Regions from separate parts of the Mus musculus genome. Here region 2 is linked to region 1. Evidence: chromatin contacts called from public HiChIP or PLAC-seq data. All regions are on one chromosome and are shown on one strand. Each heading gives the region's core, a stretch centred on a gene start, on an enhancer-like site or on the middle of the called end of the contact. The rest is flanking DNA. Distances are from core to core; before and after follow the strand shown.

What was found. HiChIP or PLAC-seq counts read pairs in DNA pulled down with a chosen protein or histone mark.
Region 2: a contact with region 1 is called in a CTCF HiChIP or PLAC-seq map of CD8 T cells, with 9 read pairs. The contact joins the promoter of Rph3al here to the enhancer-like site in region 1. A contact is called at or near these places in 3 of 15 datasets of contacts at CTCF or cohesin (CD8 T cells, embryonic stem cells and large pre-B cells), 10 of 484 Hi-C or Micro-C datasets (Sertoli cells, colon epithelium, effector CD8 T cells and 7 more), 11 of 115 datasets of contacts at active chromatin or transcription factors (cardiomyocytes, effector CD8 T cells, embryonic stem cells and 2 more) and 4 of 9 other capture datasets (adipose tissue, embryonic stem cells, liver and 1 more).

Annotation. Positions count from the first base shown.
Region 1 is chr11:75,755,611-75,758,822 of GRCm38.p6, forward strand. It overlaps Ywhae (tyrosine 3-monooxygenase/tryptophan 5-monooxygenase activation protein, epsilon polypeptide), which reads left to right. Exons shown (of 6, transcript NM_009536.4): 3 at 1-70; 4 at 1,207-1,413. Among named protein-coding and RNA genes, the nearest start is that of Ywhae, 24 kb to the left of the region's middle. Within about 2 kb of position 1,276, at least 19 of the 459 cell types and tissues checked have an H3K27ac peak or open chromatin away from gene starts, as enhancers often do. A contact at or near this core is called in CD8 T cells, memory CD8 T cells and regulatory T cells, where this site is marked.
Region 2 is chr11:75,909,641-75,912,491 of GRCm38.p6, forward strand. Rph3al (rabphilin 3A-like (without C2 domains)) reads right to left here and starts at 1,419. Exons shown (of 8, transcript NM_029548.4): 1 at 1,310-1,419. The coding sequence starts at 1,386.

The DNA.
Region 1 (3,212 bases), core at 26-2,525:
TGGATGTACTGGACAAACACCTCATTCCAGCAGCTAACACTGGCGAGTCCAAGGTTTTCTATTATAAAATGTAGGTTCTATACTAGAAGGGAAAATGTAAGATTTAAAGTTGGCTTTAGAACCATAACTTTTTAAATGTAGATTTTCAACTTTTATTTAAAAATAGCTGAGAATTTGGAGGGTTAGTTATCAGAACTTACAGTTTTAATTAGTTGAAAAAACAATACTAATGAAGAATTAATTGTATTTGAGATTGTCTGACTGTTGTGCAAAGTACCTGTACAAAATACACAGCTTTTCATTGTTGAGCTGACCCTCCTTTCCCCCACCCATTGTCCTGGAACTCACTAATGGCAGACCATGCTAGCCTAGAATTTAGAGATCTGCCAGCTTCCTGAGTGAGATTAAGGTTGTCAGGTTTATTTGAGAAGAGGTCTTTATATTTCTGATTGGCCTGGAACTCTGTAGATTGGGATCGTCTCAGATTTGGGGTGATCTTGTCAACTTCCAAAGTGCTAGGATTATATGTTACCACACCCTGCCTGGGTTTTTGATTTTGTGGCTTCCTTCTTAGCTAAAGTTTCCCATTTTACAGTATAATCTTAACTTTCTGTAGAGAAATAAGGTTGAGAGTAACTCAGGAATAGCAGGGCTCAGCTTGCTCAGGGCTCCTGGGTTCTGGGCACTGAAGTGATGGCAGAAAATGTGTTTTGTGACGAGTGTGTGCTCTTCTTCGGAGACATTTGTGTACCAGTCAGGTGATTTTCAATTTTTTTTCCCCAGTTATTTTCTGAGGTAGTTGGCCAATAATTTAAAACAGGAAGTCCGCCCGGGCAGTGGTGGTGCATGCCTTTATTCCCAGCGCTTGGGAGGCAGAGGCAGGTGGATTTCTGAGTTCGAGGCCAGCCTGCTCTACAGAGTGAGTTCCAGGACAGCCCGGGCTACACAGAGAAACACTGTCTTGAAAAAAACCAAAAAAAAAAAAATAATAAAAATAAAAATAAAAAAAAAGCAAAGACAACAACAGCAAAAAGCCAGGAAGTCCTTAAGAAAGAAGGATTTCCAACCTGATGGATACTGAATTTTGTAAAAAAATCTATATCTTAAGTGTTAACTGTATTTTGTTATGTACTGCATGGTAGAGAAAATTTCCATGCTGTAAGGACTATTTTCTAACTGTGTTTTTTGTCTACTATTGTATTGTAGGAAAGGGGACTACCACAGGTATCTGGCTGAGTTTGCCACAGGAAATGACAGGAAGGAGGCAGCAGAGAACAGCCTCGTGGCTTACAAAGCTGCTAGTGACATTGCGATGACAGAACTTCCTCCAACGCACCCCATTCGTTTAGGTCTTGCTCTCAACTTTTCCGTATTCTACTATGAAATTCTTAATTCCCCCGACCGTGCCTGCAGGTAAGTAGTGGACAAAATTTCTCATTGTGGAGTGCAAACGTTCTAGAGGAGGGAGCTACCTTCTGTTTTCTTGTAGGTTGTCACAGGATTCTCTTAACATAAATTTTGGGGTTGCTTGCTTTGTTTGAGGCAGGGTCTTGGTACTAGATATCTAACCTAGCCTCTCCTCTCCACCTCACCTCGCCTTGTCTTGTCTTGCCTAGCCTAGCCTAGGCTTGAATGGATTATAAATGTTTACCACCTCAACATCCTGGGAATGCTTTTTTTTTTGTTTTTTGTTTTTCGAGACAGGGTTTCTCTGTATAGCCCTGGCTGTCCTGGAACTCACTCTGTAGACCAGGCTGGCCTTGAACTCAGAAATCTGCCTGCCTCTGCCTCCTGAGTGCTGGGATTAAAGGTGTAGGCCACACCATGCCTGGCTTCATTTTACCTTTTGTAAAGTACATTGGTGTATGAACTGTTTCCTCTGTTTTTAGTGCAGAATATTGAACCCAAGGTCTTTGTGTTTTAAATTTGTGTATATATGTTTGTGTTTATGTCTGTATTCTTAGGTACATGCCTGGTTGAGGTGGGAGGTAGAAATGGAAAGTGGACATTGGCTGCTTTTTTCACTTTGCACCTCTTAAATTATTATTATTATTAATGTATGGGCCAGGGAGGTAGCTCAGCAGGTAAAAATGCTTGATAGGAAGCTTGCCAGGCTGAGTCACCTCCAGGACCCACATACCCACCCACAGTGCAAAATAAAAAGCATGTGTTTGTCTGTCAGAGGACAAGGTTGAGGTAGTTTCTTATACCTGATAATCTGAATGACAAGGTTTCCATAAACTTGTACTGAAGAAGCTGTAGCTGTTTAACCTGTTAGTGTTGACTCTTTCACTCTTGTTTCCCCACACATAGCTCTAGGTTGATGCCTCTTTGCTAAGTGTAGATTCCATTTTTTTTTTTAAGATGTAGCAAATGGGACTTAGGCTGTAGCTCATTAGTAAATTAGCTCACATAGCCCAATCTCGTATTAACTTATACTATTGTGCATCTAAGATTTTCTCTTTCATCAAATCTTCGAGATTATCACACATGGATTTTTATGGCAGTTTTGGGTGGAGTGTATAGATCTTCTTTAGTCTAGCTTATTTGTAATAGTTTGTATAACTCATTAATAATTAGTGCCTTGTGACTAGGGAGATGGCTTACTGTTTTATTTATTTATTATTTTAAAGTTTTATTTTATGTATATGAGTACACTGTAGCTGTCTTCAGACACACCAGAAGAGGGCATCAGATCTCATTACAGATGGTTGTGAGCCACCCATGTGGTTGCTGGGAATTGAACTCAGGACCTTTGGAAGAACAGTCAGTGCTCTTAACCACAGAGCCATCTCTCCAGCCCCAGCTTACTGTTAAGAATTGTGCTTTCAGAGGGCCTGAGTTTTATTCCCAGCACCCACAGTAAGCAGCTCCCAACTGCTCATGACTCCAGCTCCAGGGGATCTGATGCCTCGGCCCTCATCAGACACCTGAACTCTTGTACACATTAACACACATACATATCAAAAAAAGATTTTTTTTTTTTTGAAAAGAATTAGTGCCTTAGCTGGGTGAGGTTGTACAGGACTGTAATAATCATCCCATGTGAGAGGCTAAGGCGGCTTATATAATTGCTTTGAGATAGGTTCTCACTGTGTCATTCCAGCTGCCATGGAACTAGATCTCTCTCCCTTCCTGAGTGCAGAAGTTAGTAATGTGCTAGCACTCTTGGCTAGGGTTGGGATTCCAAGGCCAGCCTTGGTTTATATATA
Region 2 (2,851 bases), core at 169-2,668, 150 kb after region 1:
GAGTTTAGGTATGTGGAGAGACACCTGGGTGCTTGGAAGGAAGAATGTGGGTTGGAAAACTCTCTGTGTTTCCTAGGGGGTCTACTGGACTCGATGTCTAGCTCTGCAACGGGCATCTGTCTCTCAGACACACACCTGGGAGGAGACACACTGGCTCTTCTGAGAGGCTAGGACAGCTTCAGCAGCTGGTGAATGAGAGACAAAGTTGGGAATGAAGGGGATGCTGGAAGGTCAAGGGACAGCTGGGCTCTTGGACGAGGTCCAAGAGCTGAGGTCTCCCAGCAATGTGCACCCTGCCAGAGAGGGCACCTAATTGGCCTGGCATCAGAGATGGTGAGTGGGACCAATCTCATCCCTAGTCATTCTCTCTGCAGGGGTGAGGTGGGGGGGGGGCTGAGGCACCCAGATGGAGGAGAGCAAGGATGCTCACACATCACATGCGACGCCATTCTTCCTGAGCGTTTCAGATGGATTTTTCTATCCACCTTTGATGTCTCAGCTCTGACTCCCACAGGCTTCTAACGTCTAATTGCGAATTTCTTAAGCTTGGTCCCAGTTGGGAAATGCTGGCTTCTGATGCCAACACAGTCTGATAGCTGCAGGGATGTTCTTGTCCTATCAGAGCCAGGGATGGCACCCACCAGAGATCTGGAACAGACTAGAGGGCATGAGGGGCATCTGAGAGGCTCAGCCACAGGGACACTGTGTGTGTGTGTGTGTGTGTGTGTGTGTGTGTGTGTGTCGGGGGGGGGGGCAGGCCAGGCCCAACCAAAATTGAAGGGTCACTAGTCTGAGGGGTAATAGGAAAATGAAGACCTCCAAAAAGACACAAGGGAATCACAGAAGGACACAGACCCCACTAAGGACGTAGGAAAGATGCTGTAGCCAGCGGTGGTCTCTACTGAAGTGAGCTGTTCATTCAGGGAACAGGCATGTGCTCTGTATTGCCCCTCTATGCCAGGCTCAGGGACAAGAGCAGGCCCAATGGGGAAGTCTTGCTCCCTGTGGGCTGTTGTGAAAGAGCACAGGTGTGGGAGTCAGCTGGACTTGGATGTAGGTTCCAGCCCAGCCACTGACAAGGGACACGGGCAAGGAGTGAAGGCCTCATTTTCCTTATCTGAGAAATGGGAACATGTTAGTTCGTGGTGAGTAATACATAAGCATGGGCCGAGAGTGGTGTGCATTTGACATCCGCCTCTCTCCAAACTCCTCCCTGGGGAGCAAAACTTGCAAAAGACTGGGAAGAGGGGAAGAGGGCAGCAGGTGGAGAGGGAGGGAAGGGCCACTCCTGCAGGCCACAGATGCTTACTTGGCTCTCAGAGCAAGCTGCCGATCGTTGGGGCAAACCCACTGATCATTTCCACTGCTGAAGATGGTGTCAGCCATGACGGGGAGCACAGCCCAGGGCAGGAGTCACATCTGAGGCAGGAGGACAAGGGAAGCACATGTTAGTGACTGGGGTGTTGACGGGAATCCCGATCCCTGCTGACCATTGATGCTACACTCTTTTTTTTAAGGTTTTTCGAGACAGGGTTTCTCTGTGTAGCCCTGGCTGTAGTAGACCAGGCTGTCCTTGAACTCAGAAATCCTCCTGCCTCTGCCTCCCAAGTGCTGGGATTAAAGGCATGCACCACCACTGCCTGGCGATGCTACACTCTTAACTCCTCCAGCAAAAGCCTTACTCAGAGCTCCTTTTCCAAAGGCTCGGGATCTTGGGACAGGTGGCTAGGTGCATCACATCGCTAAGTGACCAGAGTAGACAATGACATCAGAGGGTGAGAATCAGAAGGGAGAGAAGGCACCATCTCAGCAACTTTCAACTCAGCTGGCAAGCCCTGCAGAGCATCAGCTTCTGCCCTTTCCCACACAGCCCCACTGCCCTGAGAACATCCCAAAGAGAGACACAGGCAAGCTCATGAGTCCCCTCAACCTCCCCAACCTTCATTGGACCAGAGTGGAAGCTTACAGGCCTGTGCTCTGCTCCGTAAGAGACCCCAGGGTGTTCTCCAGAGGGCAAGGCATGGGGTGGCAGCCAGTACCTCCACTAGGCACTTTAAAAAGTCATCGTCCACAAGGGATATCTTGCAAACCCTGCAGGAAGGAACCTTCTTTAGAACCTGATGGCTCAACGTAAGTAGTGCAGCTTAGCTGGCTTTCTGTGTGTTACTGAGCCAAGGGCTAACTCAGGCTGCCTATTACAAAGGCGCTGCTTGTGCCTCCTAAATGGAGTGCATGTGTGCGTGTGTGTGTGTGTGTGAGTGTGTGCATGCGTGTGTGAGTGTGTGCATGTGTTGAGAAGAAAAAGAGACTTGGGTCAGTATGCATAAGGATAGCCTTTGATTTCATCCAATCCAGTCCAGTGGATTGAAAATTCAGAGCCTCTTTATATTCTACAAAAGAATATTGATGGAGAAAGCTGGTGATGTGGTTCAGTGATTAAAAGCATTGGCTGCTCTTCCAGAGGACCCAGGTTTGATTCCCAGCACCCACAAGGTGGTTTACAGACACCTGTAATTCCAGTCCCAGGGGTTCTGGTGCCCTCTTCTGGTCTCCATAGGGACTGCATAAATGCACATAGATCCACATAAGCAAAACACACATATACATGAAATTAAAAAAAAAAAACATTGAGGCTGGAAATTTGTTTGCTATTCTCTCAAAATGTTAACCACATACTTGCCATATGGCTCGGAAACTCAGTTGTCCTAAGTACCAACCACAAGAGGACTAAAACATACGTCCTCATAGACATGGGTACAAATATTCTTAAGTCACTGTTATTCCCAATAGCCCAAATGTTACACTAAGAGAAGAAGCCAAGCTTGTACAGAAGATCACGTATGATCTGGTG